Linked DNA regions of Mus musculus: region 1 is linked to region 2. A link is a contact called in public promoter capture Hi-C data. All regions are on one chromosome and are shown on one strand. The core of a region is the stretch at or near the end of the contact, and the rest is flanking DNA. Distances in the headings are between cores, read along the strand shown. Region 1 holds the start of Serpinb1b (serine (or cysteine) peptidase inhibitor, clade B, member 1b). Region 2 has its middle 31 kb from the start of Serpinb6b.

The links. Promoter capture Hi-C pulls out the DNA fragments that hold promoters and counts their contacts.
Region 1: a promoter capture Hi-C map of macrophages shows a contact between it and region 2, with 6 read pairs. The contact joins the promoter of Serpinb1b here to the enhancer-like site in region 2. A contact is called at or near these places in 6 of 39 promoter capture datasets (the 3T3-L1 cell line, embryonic stem cells, hippocampal neurons and 3 more), 2 of 484 Hi-C or Micro-C datasets (3T3-L1-derived adipocytes and bone marrow-derived macrophages), 8 of 115 datasets of contacts at active chromatin or transcription factors (CD8 T cells, bone marrow-derived macrophages, cardiomyocytes and 4 more) and 5 of 9 other capture datasets (adipose tissue, embryonic stem cells, liver and 2 more).

What each region holds. Positions count from the first base shown.
Region 1 is chr13:33,081,341-33,086,378 of GRCm38.p6, reverse strand. Serpinb1b (serine (or cysteine) peptidase inhibitor, clade B, member 1b) reads right to left here and starts at 2,276. Exons shown (of 7, transcript NM_173052.2): 1 at 2,162-2,276; 2 at 926-1,101. The coding sequence starts at 1,093.
Region 2 is chr13:32,932,044-32,937,049 of GRCm38.p6, reverse strand. It overlaps a transcript of Serpinb1c not described here. Among named protein-coding and RNA genes, the nearest start is that of Serpinb6b, 31 kb to the left of the region's middle. Within about 2 kb of position 1,914, at least 60 of the 459 cell types and tissues checked have an H3K27ac peak or open chromatin away from gene starts, as enhancers often do. A contact at or near this core is called in CD8 T cells, bone marrow-derived macrophages, macrophages and 1 more, where this site is marked.

The DNA.
Region 1 (5,038 bases), core at 1,027-3,526, 150 kb before region 2:
CCTGGAAACACAGACAAATGGCTATCTTTTACCTTGTCCCTACAATGGGTACCACCACCAAGCTGCCTCCTGTAGCTTGTTCCCATATCTATATGCCTGAAGTTAGCATTGTTATGTTTTATAAAAGAGTGGCAGCAATCCCTGTCAATATGTTCCCCAGTAGGTATTAGCCATGTGACAATCCTAATAAAAAAGGGAGTGTAGGGGGGAAGGGAGCCAGGGAGCAGATGGGAGATTTGGAAAGAGGTAGAGGCAGAGAAAAAGAGGGACAGAGAAGGACAGAAAGAGAGAGATGAGAGAAAGAAAGGGGAAGAGACACTGTAAAGAGAGACAGAGAGGTGGGGAGAGGGAGAGGGAAAGAGAGGGAGAGGGAGAGGGAGAGGGAGAGGGAGAGGGAGAGGGAGAGGGAGAGGGAGAGGGAGAGGGAGAGGGAGAGGGAGAGGGAGAGGGAGAGGGCACAAGAGCCAAGAGCCCAACAGATTTACACTGGAGCCAGGCTCCAAATCTGGCTGTTGCTAGGCAACTGTTGGGCAGAGCCTAGAGGAATTGCTAACAGACACTGAATTACAGGCATGTTTCATAAACAGTGATGATCCATTCAAAAAGGAAAACAGGAAACCCATAGCTCTGAGGAAGTGCAGGGCTTACACAATTTACTCATGGAAGTAGGAGGCACTCAAAGCCCACAGGTCTTGTCCTTGTTTTTCTTCACTCTGTTTCCCCAAGTGAACAGAGACACTACCCTATGTTCACTCGAAGCTGCCGGTGAATGAATAACTGAAGGTTTTTGGGGGGTTGGGGTGGTGCGGGCAGTGATGGAAGGAGCAGAGGGATTAGGAGGAGGGGAGGGCTTTTGTGAAAGTCTGACTGCACCATGTCAGCAGAGATATGGCAGGGAGAGCTGGCCAGTTTGGCCTCTGCTAACCTTAGAGAGCTGGGCTGCAGTGCTGCCTTTGGCTCCCAGAAAGACCATGGCCAAGGAAGAAGAAATACTAAATGGAGAGAAGAAGATGTTTCCTGTGGGGCTGCTTTCCTTCAGTGTGTGGAACAGCTCCAAGGTGAAGAGGGTGTTCGCTGAACTCAGCTGCTCCATGGTGAAGGCTGCAACAGACAGGAGATCAGCTTTGCCAGCTACAACACTACCAACACCTATCACAGCTTTGCCACCCACCCCTAGCACCTGCAGTAGGTTAATCCGGCTCCCTCCAATTTTTCCAAAGAGGCAAGAATACTCCTCTAGGCACACAAAGCTGGGGCCAGATATGAGCAGTGACATGGCCCAGGGCCAAGGTTGTCTTATGGCTCTAACTTTCTAGACAGGTGTGTCTTAGGAGAAATTATGCTGGTGGTCCTGGCACAGTGCCCACACTACACAGCCTTCTGTCTGGAGCTCACACATCTCTCTCCCTGTGGGATGTCAGGTTCGAATTCATCTGTGCAATGAATCCAGAAAACCATATGGACCTACTCTGCATACAGGAGAATTCTCGTAAGATAACAATGTTATCATATTAGTTCTCAGTGGTTACAGTCCTCCATGCCTGAGGTCAAGGCTTTAGTCTCAGCTGGAATGAAATATGCAAATTTGGGTTTGCCACTCACTCTCCCTAGTCAGGCTATGGGTGACAGGGAAGAGAGACACTCTCCTGTGTCTATTTGGAAGGAAGCTGGTCCCTGAAGTGGGTAAGCAAGTCCTGCTTGGGACTCACTCCTAATCCATCTGGATCCTAAACTCAGAACTCCAGTTTGTCCAAGTACAGGCCATTCACAGCTGTGTATCTGTGGATGTTTAGCTACCAGGGCTACATCCAGTTATCATTTTTGAGGATCTAGGATCTCACCAGCTTCCTTCCCAACCTCCATCCCTGCAGCCAGGATTGAAGCTATGGAGCAGCAGGGCACTGTCCTCTCAGATAGAGGTTCAAAAAGCAAGCTGAGGGGAAAAACAAAAGCAAAACCATGACTGGGACAGCCTTCCTTCCTCTGGCCAAAGGCTTGGCTTTGGATGTGGCTGGGGAACCACATCGCCTTTCTTGGTCTGGTGTCACAACTAGGGTGAGGGTGAGGCATGGGGAGAGCATGCAGGTCCCAGGAGGACGTGCAGAGAGGTCTCCCACCCTCTTGCCAACCACCTTCCTGGGATGCTGCCCATGGCCCTTACCTCCTCTGTAGCAGCTCTGGCTCCACTTGCTAGAGACCTAGGAAGAAGCTCCCAAGGCCAGCTGCAGCCTTGACTCTGAAAGGAGAGTGTCTTACTGGCAAGCACAAGCTGGGAAGAGAGCTTTTTCTCCCCTGGTGAGTACTTAAAACTGTGCTTGCATGACTGACAAAATGAAAGCAGAAGATTGCAAGCGCCCACAGGGATCCATGTTCCTCCATTCCAGGCTATGCTCTACTTCTCCAAGCAGAGTACTTGATAAATTACTCCTTCCTGAGCTGTGAAAAGCCGAGAGGAAAAACATTCTCATTACCAATCAAATGATTCCTTTTTGAATTCCACTGAAAGACTGCAAAAATGCTAGAGATCCTTTTTTGTAAGGTGTGTGCATGGGGGTGTAGAGGCACCTTTGTGGCCCCTTGAATAAGGTCACAGTGCTCCAGTTTCTAGCTACACCTATGTATGAGAGAGAGAGAGAGAGAGAGAGAGAGAGAGAGAGAAGGAAGAGGAGGAGGAGGAAGAGGAAGAGGAAGAGGAGGAGGAGGAGGAGGAGGAGGAAAAAAAGTCCTTTATGTTGGGTTCCAAAGAAGCAACTGGCTAACTGTGGTACCTATTAGCACACCAAAATTCATTCTGGCTTCTATCTTCCATCAGTACCTGTAGCTCTTCTCAGTTTTTCTCACCTCTCCCCTGAACTAAACATCTCCTCCCTGGGGCCCTGGCTACTCTTCTGCAAGCTTCTCTTTCCTATGTAACCCTGCCATTTTTGGCCATTTGCTCTCTTGGCTATCTTGATTCTCTTCGCTCTTGGTCCCTTCTCCTGGTCCCCTCCCCTCTCACATCTTTTTCTCTCCTTTCCCCCATCACCTGGTGCAGTCTACTAACCATGTTTATCCCACATGGAACATGACCTCATCTCATTCACTTTACTGACCACTGCAGCCCAGTAAGGGTAATCACATTCTGTACAAACCTGACAGTTCTGGTAGTGTCTCCCATTACCATGAATGATCAGGTGGCCCTGCTAGTACTGAGTGGACTGAGCATCTGGAATCCCTGTTTCTTTTAGCCACCATTGGTATTCCTTAAAGGAAGGCGTCAGAGGAGGCTTCTTCACCAAGGCAGGGTCAGAGCTCCCATTTGGGCCACTGGAAGAACAGAGCTACAAGCAACCCCAAGATGTGTGCTCTAAAGAGCAGAGGTGGAAGAATGGCTGGCACACCAAAGCATGGTAGTCAGGAAGCTGTCCTGTCCAGCTCTACAGCCAAGCTTATTGTCCCTCAGCACTGCTGCAGGGCACTTCCTTCTGCTGCAAGTGCAGGGTTTGATGTGCATGCGCCCTAGTCAAATAGTGTCATCCCACTAGCAGGTCATTTGATGTACCATCTTCAGTTCCTGTTGGAGCCATGTTCTCTCCTTCAATAAAGCCATTGATGAGAGAGTACATAGTATGCAGACTTAACATGTTGCATGGGAGTGAGTTCAGTGTCATGGAAGGAAAATTACTGTTCCCAGCGAAGGAAGTCCCCTAAGATCTTAAAAGAACAACATTGTTCTTTTAAGGCTGGTCATGAATTCCCAATCTCCACTCAAATAACCAGTATATGTCCCCATTAGACATCAAGTTGTTTCCATTGAGTCCTTGTTCCCACCCAAGGATCTTTAGACAGTCCATTCATTCAGCTGCCACACTGACCAGGTGTCCAGGCTATTGGCAGTGATACCATAGTCAGTAAAAATATAGCTGGATGTGGCGGCAGAGGTGGCAAGTATGACGCTCATGATGTAGTGGGTATATTATATCCAATCTATGTCAGAAGACGTTCATAAATTGTCCAGAATGTCAGGATCCATCTTAGGACAAGCAAATAACTAGCAGGTGATCTTCCTGAGAGGACCACCTTAGACTGACCTCTACATCAGAATTCCAATAGGCAAGGTGCAGGAGAAAATAATTTTAGGAAAGATTCCTGTTATTAATATGCTTTTCCTGTTATTATTAAACATATATAACAATCGCTAGGTATTAGCCTACCTATTTTGAGCAGATCACTGTAGATCTACAAAAATGTACTATCTTGTAATGATGCTATATAGACAAATGGATGACTTCTTAATTCATAATGATGATCCTATAAGAATTTATATCAGTATTTATTAAGGTCTTTTATAGTAGGGCTGCTATTAGGTGTTTTTCTGATAGTCAAAACTGCAATGAGAACTCTGTCAGTCTCCCATGCATCCCCAGTGAATTGCTTCTAGATAGTAACCAGACTTTCTACTACTCAGAGCACATTCCAAAAGGTTGCAAAGCAATTAACCAAAAGTCATAAAAAGGGAACTAATGATTTATTTTAGGTGCTAGAACAGAAGATAAAATATTGACTGTGTTTATCTATACAAAATTTCACTAATAACTTAGTTATGATTTTTCATTTTCAGTGAACCTGTGGAGCTGTGACAGGTGATCAATGTTAAGCCAGATAATTACTCCTAATGGATATGCATGTAAACATTCACTGCTGTAAACTTCTTATTCGATTTATGATGTGAATTTATGCAAAGTGGTAGTGAACTTTTTAACATGTGATCATGGATTCTGAAAGATGTTTAAGTGCTTAGGACAAAGAAAAGAGTCAGAACTGAGCTGAGGATTACTTTCTAGACACAACATGTTTTAGTCAGATCTGAGCAGAAGCTGCAGAGAGAGCAGGAGGGGCAGGCAGGCTTCTCCTAACCATGGGACAGAACAGATCTTTTCTTAATAACAAGGCAAGCTGAGTCTTATTAAAGAAACAAAGCTTTCTTCTTAAAAACTTGGGTTTAATTCACTTAGCATTAAAAGGGTAGAAGCTTTTACTTCCTCTATGCAATAAAGAT
Region 2 (5,006 bases), core at 665-3,164:
TTAAATATTAAGTTTGCCTGGCGTTTCTATCAGTGGCAATTCAGGTGAGCAAGAGAGAGTGTACAGCCACAAGGCAGTCCCAGTAAAAGGGGGTGAATGGCCAGTGGACCACAAGCAGTAGTTCCAGGCATTCTCAGGAGGGATGGTTGCAAAGCCAGCCAGAGGAAAGGGCAGTTTCGGGAAAACACCAGCTGGCAACATGGCAGGGTCTGTTCTCTGGGCATAGCCAGGATCTCCAGAAAGTATTACCTAGGCATGGGGGTTGACTAGATGGCAGATAAGTGACTGTTAGTCCCAAAGCTTAGCCAAAGTAACAGTGGTTTTTAAATTACATACAATAGTACCTGGTGGCAAAGGCCTTTAATTACAGCTATTAAGGACACTGACATGGGAGGATCCCAAGTCTGCCTCTAGCCTGGGAAAAGCAGTTTCAAATTAAAAAAAAAAAAATTAAAAGGTGGAGGAAGGGTATTGTTAGGGTTATAACTTAGGTTCCATCCCAAATACTGAAAGGTAAGAAAAGATGTTGAGATTATTTGAAAGAATTTGCTGAGATCTATCATATTTTTAGAGCAACAGACTTGGTAATTATTCAATGGGAAGGAAGGATAACTCTTGCTCTTAATTTTGTCCAACCTTCCTTGCATTAGCTAAATACTGTAAGGGGCAAATGTGTGTAGCTAATCCACTTGCTGACTGGGCATTGGGTTTATTATTTTTAACAAGCATCCTGAGAGCATTCCAGGAGATTAGGAATTGGTTCCTGACCTCAGAGGATTCCAGGACAGGCAGGAGCCATTTGCCTGAGAAAAGAACCTTCAGCATAGAGCTTCACAGTGGGAAGTCATCACTGTTGCTCTGTGGTCTGCCAGGACTTTCTTTCTCATGAAGATCCTTTCAGGTATAAGTGCTCGGTCTCGTCATCTCCAAACACAGTCCACGAGGCCATACATGTGTAGAGAGACTTCTCCCTAATTGGTCCTCATGGTCTTTTCTAGGTTCAGGTTCACTAAAATAAACACTTATACAGATCTTATGTATGTATATAACATGTATGCTCATGTATATCATGTGTGTGTGTGTGTGTGTGTGTGTGTGTGTCTACATGCCTTTGTATAGCTCTTTTTATATAGGGGGCAGGTGTCAATGCTGGGTGTCTTACTCTCATCTGTTCCTCCCAGTGCTCTGTGAGTCCCAATATGTGAATGTGTGATGCAGATATAGGAAATATGGAGTAAGCGGTGGAGAGATGTATTAAAACGTGAAGCTGAGGTATTTGTACACTGTGAAGAAATGTGGAACTGGAAAGAAGTGAGGCAGGAACACATGAGAAGGCTATGGTGAGGACCTGGCTGGAGCTGCCACCAAGGATCATGTTTGAGTGCATAGTCCTGTTGCATCTGGAGTCTGTGTCTATGTCTGTGGTGCCTGAGTTACTACCAAAGGCCAAGCAGATGTCCATGATCTGGGTTGCAACTAGAGACTATATAGGTGTCTAAGAGCCAGGTTGCCATGAAAGGACATGTGATCTGTGTAGACCACACTACCACGTTAGGCCATGAGGACATCCAAACCCATGCTGCATCTGGGGGCCATGTCTGGTCCTAGGGAAGCTGGGGTCTGTGTTGATGGAACAGGTCCTTGTTACCATTAAGGACCATGCAGATGCATCTCTGTGCTGAGCTGACCCCACCCCTTGCCAGCCACCACACTCAGGAGACCTGGCCCTGCCCCTCACCTGGGCAGTATAGTAGAGCATATTCTAGGGCAAGGGAGGAGGTGAGTCAGCCCTGAGGGCATGAGGGAGATAGAGCTGCTCTAGCATGTCTTTGGCAAAGGGGACATATGACTCCCCCACTTCTCACTCCTTGTCACCTGCAACAGGCAAGAGAACTTCTCTTTTTTCACATCATGTGAGTATTCTGAGTCAAGTATATATTTTTAGTGAGTTGAACTTCTGCCTTCTCCTTCCTGTCATCTGTTGTCAGTAATATTTGCTTCCATTGAGAAGAGCCCTTGGGCACAGATGACTTGTCAAGGGGCTCAGGTTTCCTGTCCTGACAAAGGAGACTTGCTTAGCACTGTGCCTGTGTACCCCCTGGGAAACACAGCCTTCTCATGAAGATTAGACGTGGTGTGTTTTTAAACAAAGATAATAAATCACTAAGTAGGCTTAGTCAGCATGCCTGCATAAGGGGAGGTGTGACACAATTCCTGCCCCTGAAGCATCACTCTTTGATCCTCACCTGTGCTTGTGGTTGCTGCTGGCCTGAAACTGATCTACTTTCTCTTCTATTTTACTTCCTATTTCTATTTCTGGAGAATATACTTCCTCCCATTACATTAAATGGAGTTCTCAAGAATTAGGAATGGAGGTGGTCCTGAGGCTGTGGAGGATGAGAAACAGGCCTTCTACTTGGCCTTTAGGGCCATTAGAAAGGATCTAGACAACATAACTCCAGAGGCCATAAAAGCCTACATTGTCCTTTGTACCAATAGTTCATTGCCATTCCTGGCCTTGATTTTGAAATTATGAAGAGATTCATGGACCCTCTGGTCCAATAACTGATGCATTAATTAGCCAGGGTAAATTTGAGGACATCAAGGATAGAAAGCTAAAGTGGTCTCAAGAAAAAGGTATGGATAGGAAAAGAAGGAATCTATAGAAAGCAAGCAAATGATAGATGGGTTTATTTTAAAGGAGAAAGCCTTGTAAAGGATTTAGAAATAAGTAGTATAAGAAGGAAAGTATGTAAGGCCATGGACTTGCTAGGACGAGGAAACAAAGGTTAGAGAGTTAAAAGATGGTGTATAAGCATACAAAATGTTAGTACATTGTTCTCCTAGTTACTTAAAGGAATGGAAATGACAATGTCAAGAGAGATAATAGAGAGAGAGATAGCTGCTTTACTTGCATAAATTTTCATAAGAGGCCAAATCAGTGGGCCTGATATACTCCCACATCCTATAGGCTGCCTGCCACTCAGTAGGTCCACAGTAATCAGGGACACTGATGAGACTCCCACCCAAATTCCCATGTCAGCTGGGATACCCACAGAGCCCAGTGGACACAGGACCTATCTGCCCTGGCAAGCTCCACCTTCCTTCTGGTCTGCCTCCCCACCCTGGTCAGATCAGTGACCTAATACCCTCCCACACCCTACAACCTGCCTCCTTTCCAGGAGGTCCACAGTAACCAGGGCCACAGCCTGCCTGACTCCCAGGAAGTCTAGAATATCCAGGAACACATGAGGTTTACATTAATAAGGGGCACAATCCAGTTTACACCTCCATCTGTAACTGGGGCAGATCCTGCCCCTGGAGACCAGAGCCTACATGTCTCCCAGGAAATTCACCCAGGCCAGGAATACAAGAAGTCTGCCCTAAGTCAGGACACAGGAGGCCTGCTCTAACCAGAGACACACAGGAGCTCCCCCTCCCCTGCCCTCTGCTAATCAGAGACAGCAATGCCTGCCTTCCAGGATTCCAGCTGTAACCCATGTCACAGAGCACTACCTGCCTCCAAGGAGGCTGGCTCCAGTCAGAGGCACCCAGGCCAGTTAACATTAGTGATAACTAGATGGTGAGAGGCAAATACAAGAACATAAGGGACAAAACCCAATGCAAGTTGGCACCATCAGAACCCAGTTCTCTCACCTCAGCAAGTCCTGGGTACCATAACACACCTGAAAAGCAAGATTCTAGCCTAAAGTCCTATTTTATGAAGATGATTGAGACCTTAAGGAGGATATGAATAACTCCTTTTAAAAATACAGGAAAATGCAGGCAAACAGATAGAAGCCCTTAAAGAGGAAACAAATTAATCCCTTAAAGAAATACAAGAAAATACAATCAAGCAGGTGAAGGAATTGGACAAAACAGTCCAAGACCTCAAAAGGAATAGAAACAATAAAGGAAACACAAATAGAGGCAACCCTGGAGATAGGCAACTTTGGGAGGAGGTGAGGAGCTACAGATGCAGGCATCAACAACAGAATTCAAGAGATAAGAAGAGAGAATTTCAGTCCTAGAAGATATTGGCACATTGGTCAAAGAAAACACAAAGTGGAAAAAGCTCCTAACCTAAAATTTCCAGAAAATTCAGGGCACAATGAAAAGATCAAACCTATGAAAAATAGGAATAGAAGATGGTGATGATTCCCAGCTCAAAGGGCTAGAACACATCTTCAACAAAAATATAGAAGAAAACTTCCTTAACTTAAATAAAGAAATGGCCATAAATGTACAAGAAGCCTATAGAACACCAAGTAGATTGAACCGTAAAAGAAAATACTCTTGTAATATAATAATTAAAACACTAAATGCACAGAACAAAGAAAGAATATTAAAAGCTGTAAGTGAAAAAGGCCAAGTAACATATAAAGACAGACCTGTCAAAATTACACCAGACATCTCAAAAGAGACTCTAAAAGCCAGAAGATCCTGGACAGATGCCATCCAGACCCAAAGAGAACACAAATGCCAGCCCAGGATACTACACCCAACAAACCTCTCAATCACCATAATGGAGAAACCAAGATATCCCATGACAAAACCAAATTTAAACAATATTGTTCTACTAATCCAACTCTACAGACGACACTGGAAGGAAAACTCCAACACAAGGAGGGTAACTACACCTAAGAAAGCAGGAGAAATTAAACATCTCACAACAAGTCCAAAAGAAGACAATCACATACACATAATACAACCTCCAGCAACAAAAAATATCAGGAATGAACAATCATCTCTCTTTAATATCTCTCATCATCAATGGACTCAATTCCTACAATAAAAAGACACAGGGTAACAGACTGGATAAATAAACAGGATCTAGCATTTTGTTGCATATAAGACAGTAACAAAGACAAGCAAGAAATAGTCAAACTCTAGGTCAAAATCAACCAGTTAGAAGCAAAGAGAGTGATACAAAGAATCAACAAAACCAAGAGCTGGTTCTTTGAGAAAATTAACAAGATAGACAAACCTCTAGCCAAACTAACTAA